2 separate regions of the Gossypium hirsutum genome follow, and region 1 is linked to region 2. Evidence: chromatin contacts called from public Hi-C data. All regions are on one chromosome and are shown on one strand. Each heading gives the region's core, a stretch centred on a gene start, on an enhancer-like site or on the middle of the called end of the contact. The rest is flanking DNA. Distances are from core to core; before and after follow the strand shown.

Region 1 (3,877 bases), core at 1,292-3,791, 150 kb before region 2:
TCACTAAATTTTCAAATGTTCTCATTATTTTGTCCAAAATTTTTAAAAATTTTAATTAAACCCTCTAATTTTTGTTTTGAAAATTCTCATAAAAATTTTTTTCTTTGAAATTTTAGTTAACCTCCCAAAATTTTTAAAAATTTTAATTAGGCTTTCAAAACTTAATTTCATGTTGGGCCATGATAGTAACTAAATTTAAATTGAGTCAAATCAAACCCTAAAATGAGTTAAATTCTCTATCTACAACACTCGAACCAAAGACTTTATTTAAGGGATATCAGTTCCTGCACCTAATTTAACAAATTTTACCCTAAACCCAAAATTTGCTTAAATCTGGTTGGTACTTATTATGAAAAAGAAAAAGTTGGATTTGGATTTAACCTTAATTGTCATATAATGATTTTTTTTTCACATTTAGTATTGTTGGATAAAATTACTTTGAATCACTAAATCAATATCAATTTTTATTTAAGTCCTAAATTTTGATTTTTCTAGAAAACTCATGAACCCTTCATCATGAATTAAAACGAAAACCCTTCAAAACTCAAAAGCTTTAATTAATACGAAAAATAAATATTTTTTAATAAGCCAAAAAAAGAAAAAGAAAAGGGAATTTCAATAATATAAACGGGGAACATAAAAGTAACATTGTTTCACTAAAAGCTACTAATTCTTCATTCTCTTCACAACAATAACAATAAAGGTTAAAATATATCATAAGTCTTTATACTTTTTATAAATTTAGAATTTAATCTTTGTACTTTTATTTCTAAGAATTTAATCCCTCCCCTTTTCAGATTTTAAATTTTGGGTTCAATTGTGAATACATTTAAAATTATTTTATTAAATTTAGGTTCATTATAGTGTCATTTTCTTAGTTACATTGCTACAAAGTGATTATTTTTTTAATTCCAAAATGTTACACCAACAAATTTAACAAAAAAAATAATAGTGTTAACAATTGGATTTGAATATTGAAATATGAAATGTAGAGGGACTAAATTTTTGAAAATTAAAGTATAAGACTAAATTCTAAATTTATGAAGAGCAGAGGGACCTAGTCAGATTTTAACCAAAAAACAAAGAACTAGAATGCAGTATCAGATGAAACAGCATTAATGAAACATTGTCGTTTTGGAACAAAACAAACTTACACCACTTTATTGTCCCAAAAAAAAACCAACTTTAATTAGCATTTTTTAATTATTACTATTATTTGCTTAATATGAGATTAAATTTAATTAGATCAATCAAGTAAATTATTTACACAACCAATCCCATTAATTTCAACTTAAATTTACTTTGATTTTATCATTAAAAAAAAAAGAAGCTAATAATCTAAACTTGAATTGATCCAAATGTAAACTAATGTTATGTAAATAATTTAAATCTTAAACTAATCAAAATCGAAATGATCCCAACCTATAATGACCTAATAAAAAAAAGTCCAACATCAAACTCAAAAGGACACAAACTCAAAACAACCAAAATTCTAAATAGTTTAAAGAAATAAGGATTAAAACCCGAAATGATTTAATTTTTTAATAATACAACTCGTAAAAACCTTAACTTTAAACCTCAATAATTTAATCAGACAATAACAACAACAATGAAAATTAAATAAACCTAAAATTAACTTAAATAAAAAATATCTCAAAACTTTTAAAACTCAATTTACTATCCCAACGTCTCAATCAAAGTTACATTTAAAGATGATAAAATATATTACAGTTTTAAAAATGATATCGAAAAACATTCACAAATCTGTAACATAAAAAAAATACCAAAATTCCGCTAACCATCACAAAATCCCACTAACCAAGAAGCAAAAACGATCGGATTGTCATTAAAAAGAACCAGCTAGATCATATACTCCTTAAAAAACCTTAAACAAAAATCAATAATAATAACTTATATAAAATAAAAATAAAAAACCGTTTTCCTTTTTTTGAGTCAATAAGCAAAGCCACCGGCACGGTTTCTCTCAGGTTTCCGGTGGTGACGAGCGGCTGAGGAAGAAGACGAAGTTGAAGCTACAGAAGTTGAAGAAGGTTTAACAATGGCATCCAAAGAACAACTATCTTTCTTTAAACTCTCTTCTTCATCCATGAAAATTTGCTTGCACCTACACTCCACACTGCAAAAACCCTTATCCCCTCTTCACAAAAGAAAGAAAGAAAGAAAGAAAGAAAAAAGGAAAAACCCCAAAAAAATCAGTCACTTGAAAACATAAAGAAAAAAACTCCATTGAAAGAACTTACTTGTACATATAAATATCTTTCCCAGGTAACAATCTCCTTTTGCAAAGAAAGCATTGCTCTAAAAAAGCAGGAAGTGGGGAAGATGAAGATGAACAAAACATGGTTGCTTTATTAATAACTTGTGGAGATTTTTCATTGATTATTATATCATTATCGTTGATCCTTTGATTCTCTAAAACTACACTTAAGCCCACCATTTTTTGAATAAATTGAGAGAGAAAAAGGGTTTGTTTTTGTTTAAAGAGAAGGGGACCCTTTTACAGCTATAAGGAGAGAGTTGGTGCTGCAATTGCAATTGTAAATAAAAACCAAAGAAACGATTTCACGTAAGGCCAATGGATTTGGACTTCTCTATTCCTAACGAACCGCCACGTATCCTGTTTTATTTATTAAGTAATAATTTCTTCTCTTTCTTTTAAAATGAATTTTATGTTGTTTTGTTTTTTCTGGTTATTTGTCGGTTATTGCTTCAATTCATTTCACGCCAAATGGAATATATATTGTATTTTTTTAAAAAAAAAAATTCTCATCTTAATTCTAAATTTGATGTTAATTATATTATGTTATTTTATTATTATAGAAAGAGTAAAAAGTATAATGGAAGTAAATTAACTTTTAAGATTTATTGTTAAAAATTGATGAAATAATCGAATAGTAATATTTAGTGTGCGATATTGATGTAGATTTTTTAGTTTTTAATCATTGAAATAAATGGAATTGTAACAAAATAATCTATTTACTATTTCATCTAACATCTTTATTTTTTTTTTATTATGAATGACAAAATGTAATACAACTTTTAATATAAAAACTTTCATAATACTTTTACCTGCAATAAGTGATATGTGATTGTAAATTGAAAATTAAAAGAAAAAAAGGAGTTTAAGTGAGAGTGGATGAAAAACCAACTTGTTGTATAATAGAATGTCTAAAGAAAAAAATATTTAGTATATAATCAATCTTGTAAGAATTCAACTTGTACCAACGATCGAATCTGTTAGACTATTAATTTTCAATTTAATCTTTATAAAATAAATATTTTAATTTTTTTTAAATTCACAAAATAGGAAGAGAGAAAAATAAAAAAATCAATAATAGAAACAAACAAAAAACCTTCATTTTTTAAATTACAATCATAGAATTAAATATTTAAATTAATTTAGATCTGATTTAAAAAAAATTCAACTAATTCAACCGATTTTGCAACAGTTCTCTCCTTCAGTTTTATAATATCGATGGGGCCATCAATTTTTAATTCAACTAATTGATTTAGTTTGATTTTAATAATATCTCGTAATGATATATTGCAAACATTTTGTAATGTATACTCAATTTTACCATCCATGAAAATGAATGTATTCACAATCCTTCCAACCACATTATCTAGATGTATTAAAACTATCACTTAACAAAAAGACTCCAAGAAAAGAACATTAAAAGACTACCTTTCATATATATTTTTTTTGAACTTCCAAATGATGTGTTCTTTTATTGCAAGACAAATAAGAGAAGCATTTAAGTATATCTATCAATTTTGGATATAATGATAAATAATTTATGTTATACCATAAAAAATATTTTCCCAAGTTTTTATATTTTTTAAACTTAGTTTTTAA
Region 2 (3,628 bases), core at 580-3,079:
TATCTATCTTTTTTATACCTTTCCATGCTACCCTACGGCTGGTATCAGCACCGGGTCCCCTATTTCCAAACTCGGCAATGAAAGAAGTGTCTATTCCTATGGTACCTGTCATTGGGGCATAACCCTCTGGTTGAATGATGTCGTCGATTTTAGATTGCATTATGATAGACCTAGCGAATTGTTTCCAGGGACGCCCCAAGTATGCCTTGTTTGTATCCTTCACTGGGATGTAATCAGGGGCGCCCGAGATGGTGCAGTTTTGAAGCACAATGGCTGAGTTTGTTCCAAGATCATTCCTGCCCTGTGCAGTAACCATGCAATTTTGGCCAGGCCCTGGCTTCCTCACGATGAGCATACAGTTCTGGAAAATGCTCGCCGCATCCCCGAAGATGAAATCCACCGTTCCAGTAATGAGACAGTTGGTATATAACTGTCTCTCTCTGTGAGCATAAAGAGTGTCTTGGTACCCAGTGAAATGGCAGTTGAACATGATGACCCTATCAGCAGTTGCCCTAAAAGCCACTGCTTGATGACCTTCGGGTCCTGCTGAGTTATCGAATCCAATGTCCTTGGCCATGAAACCAGCCCCATCCACACCTAAAATATTTCACAAACATACATACATATATATTAGTTAGCCACCTCACCTCACCACACCACCAAAACTTATATATGTCTATAATACTACTTACCAACAGTTGCAGTGCGGTATGTTCTAACCGGTGGATTTTTAGCAACGCTAATGTCATTTGTGATGATGGTTTTGGTTGGGCCATCACCGATGAATACAACATTAATCATCTGCTTGGTCACGTTGATTTTTTCCTTGTAAGTACCAGCCTTAATGTGAATAACAAATCGATCGGGACTTTTCACGGGGACTTCAGCCAATGCCTTGTTAATAGTATCATATTTCCCACTACCATCTTTAGCAACCACAACGTTAGGCTTCAAATCCATTGGTTTTGCTTGAAGGAGTTTTCGGTCAGCTTGACTAATCCACTCAGGCATATCCTCAGCCGACAAAAGCTTACGATTGAACCCCGTGCTGTCGATGTTGCCGACGTTTGGAATGTTAAGTTCCTTTACGATGGTGGATAACCCATTAAGCATCGCTAAAGCATTGCTAGTGATCTCCATGCTAGTCTTCAAGATTGATTGCATCTTCTGCGATGATTCGTTACTTGATTGCGCGAATGAGTCTATACATGTCTGTTGACTCGTGAATGCACCGCTTAGCCAGGTCTTCAGTTCCAAAAGGTATTTTCCGATCTTGCTCATGTCGTATTCCCCTAACACGTCGAAAGACTTTTGAAAGTCATCAATGGCTAAGTCCAACACCTCTTGGCAAACACCAAGTGCCGCTTTGTTGTTCTCATCCTTGGCCAACTCTTGGACCGTCACTGAATGGGCCAACACGTTCTTTATCTCAACTAGCCCGGCTTGGAAACCTGTCCTTATCAGCTCCTTAACGTCGCTAGAATTTGACGACGCCAAGCTTTTCTGGCACGTCTCTTTATAATTAGTAGGTTGACATAGGGCTTGCACAGCTTTGTTCGAACTCGATATCTCTTCACCATCGTTCTTGTTTTTTATGTGCGTAACACCCACCACCACGGCTACCACCATGGCCACCAGGAACACCGCACAGATACCAATAATAGCATTATTTGCCATTTTTAAACAACTTTTTTTGTTTCAAGAAAAGTATCTTCCTCTCTCTTTCTTTCCTTTGAAGAAAAGAAAGCAAGAAAGAAGAAAACCTTACTTGACCTTACTTGAAGTTGTGGGGTTGTTTATTGCTTATCACTTATGGCCCCTTAAGCAAAGGCTTGAATAATATGCTATTGAAGTTCCATATTTATATTAAAAAATGAATTAGGTAAAACCGAAAAAATGACCATATTTAGTTTAAAATGTTTCATGGTGGAGAGTGCCCTACGGATGTGAGAATTTGTTTAAATTTCATGGATATTAATTGCTCTATAAAATTATAGTGTTTTAATCTTCGATTTCTTATTCTTCTAAAATCTCGGGCTTTGAAATTCTTCTAAAATATTTTTTAGATAAATTGATATTTTAAGTATCGAACTAATTAATATATAAAAATAATTTAAACGCTGAATTGTAAATTAAGTATTAATTTTTTTTAATCTTTTCACATTCCACAGAAAATTAACTTTCGTATTTTAGGTTTTTTTTTTACACTTATAAATAAAACTTTGTGGATTAAATGGTAACTAATGTTGTTCGAAACATTTATAAGAAATCATATCATATCATAAATAATATAATATAATATGGTATATATTCATTCTTTGTGGCTTTTTTTTTTCAAAATTATTTTTTAATTAAAATATTATTGTTTAAAATTGGCTAAGAATAATTTTTTTTAAAATAATATTATAAAATGCATTATAATTATTTATTTTAATCTAATAGGTTTAAAATTTGACTGTTATTATACTTTTTTTTTACCGTGAAAGCAAACTCTGTGCATGAGCACCAATTATATTAATTTTTATTATAATCATAATATTATCATGTAAAATTATGGGGTAAAATAATATTACATATATTTAATTCAAATAACTTCATATTAATGAATTCTATTTTTTATCAATTTTTTAATATTTCTATATGCAACTCACCTAGACCTGCGAAAGTCCGCTCGAAATGTGGAATGATTTAGGCAAAAATATAGTTCCAAAAAATGAGTTTGGATAAAAAAAAGCCCGTTTAAAAAATGTGTCGGGCCTTGGGTAATGAATTTTTTGCTTGAGCCCAGCCCGGATCCACTAAATGACAAAAAAGATTTGTTTTTTTAATATTATTTTTGTATTATTTTCTCTTTATTTTACTACTATTTTACTATTATGTTGCTATTATTTTGTTGTTATTGTGTGGATATTGTATAAAACTTATTTTATTGTTAATTTTGTTATTATTTTAGAGATAATTGTTTATTAAGTTGCATCTATTTTAGTGTTATTTAAGTATATATATATTTTAAAATTTATTTTCAATTTGTTAGGAAATATTTATTTTGATATTTTTAGAATTTTTGATGTATTATATATTATTTAAAATAATATAAAAATTAATATGGCCGGGCCGAGTTGAGCCCGAGTTTTAACATTTTTATTCAAATCGAGCAAATGTAACATTTTAAGCCTATTTTTTGGGTCAGATCTAGACCTAACAAACAGTTCTAAATTTTTAATTGAGTCTGGCCTGGTCATGCTCACCTCAAGTCACTCTCCAACTTCAATTTATTTAATATTTATTTATTTATTTGCTCTCCATTACTTTCATTTAACTTTCAAACACCGTGGTTTCATCTGTCTATGAGACTTTGACAATGAACCCAAACAGCATTCAAAATCAAGAGAGTTTCGTATTTTAGAGAAACATAGATAGTTTGCATGCTAGCGCCGGGCATTCATGGGAAACATTAGGAGAGGTTTAGAGAAGAAAGTTTGAGGATACTGACAGGTACACCAAAGAAAAAACAAAATCAAACTTTCTTCAAAGCTAACTCTATTGCTGCCAAATCTCTCAAAACTCCATCCTCATCTCCATCAACTTGTAGACTTAGTCCCACAATCTTACCCAACTTCAACGCCTT

Evidence for each region. Hi-C and Micro-C count contacts between places; a contact is called where the count stands out from the background.
Region 1: a Hi-C map of leaf shows a contact between it and region 2, with 1.7 times the contacts expected there. The contact joins the promoter of LOC107935130 here to the promoter of LOC107940915 in region 2. A contact is called at or near these places in 10 of 34 Hi-C or Micro-C datasets (anther, callus, hypocotyl and 2 more).

Annotation. Positions count from the first base shown.
Region 1 is chrA09:84,351,938-84,355,814 of Gossypium_hirsutum_v2.1, reverse strand. LOC107935130 (FCS-Like Zinc finger 15) reads right to left here and starts at 2,541. Exons shown (of 2, transcript XM_016867684.2): 1 at 2,262-2,541; 2 at 1,652-2,158. The coding sequence starts at 2,458. The coding sequence ends at 1,954.
Region 2 is chrA09:84,202,002-84,205,629 of Gossypium_hirsutum_v2.1, reverse strand. LOC107940915 (pectinesterase) reads right to left here and starts at 1,829. Exons shown (of 2, transcript XM_016874380.2): 1 at 693-1,829; 2 at 1-597. The coding sequence starts at 1,677.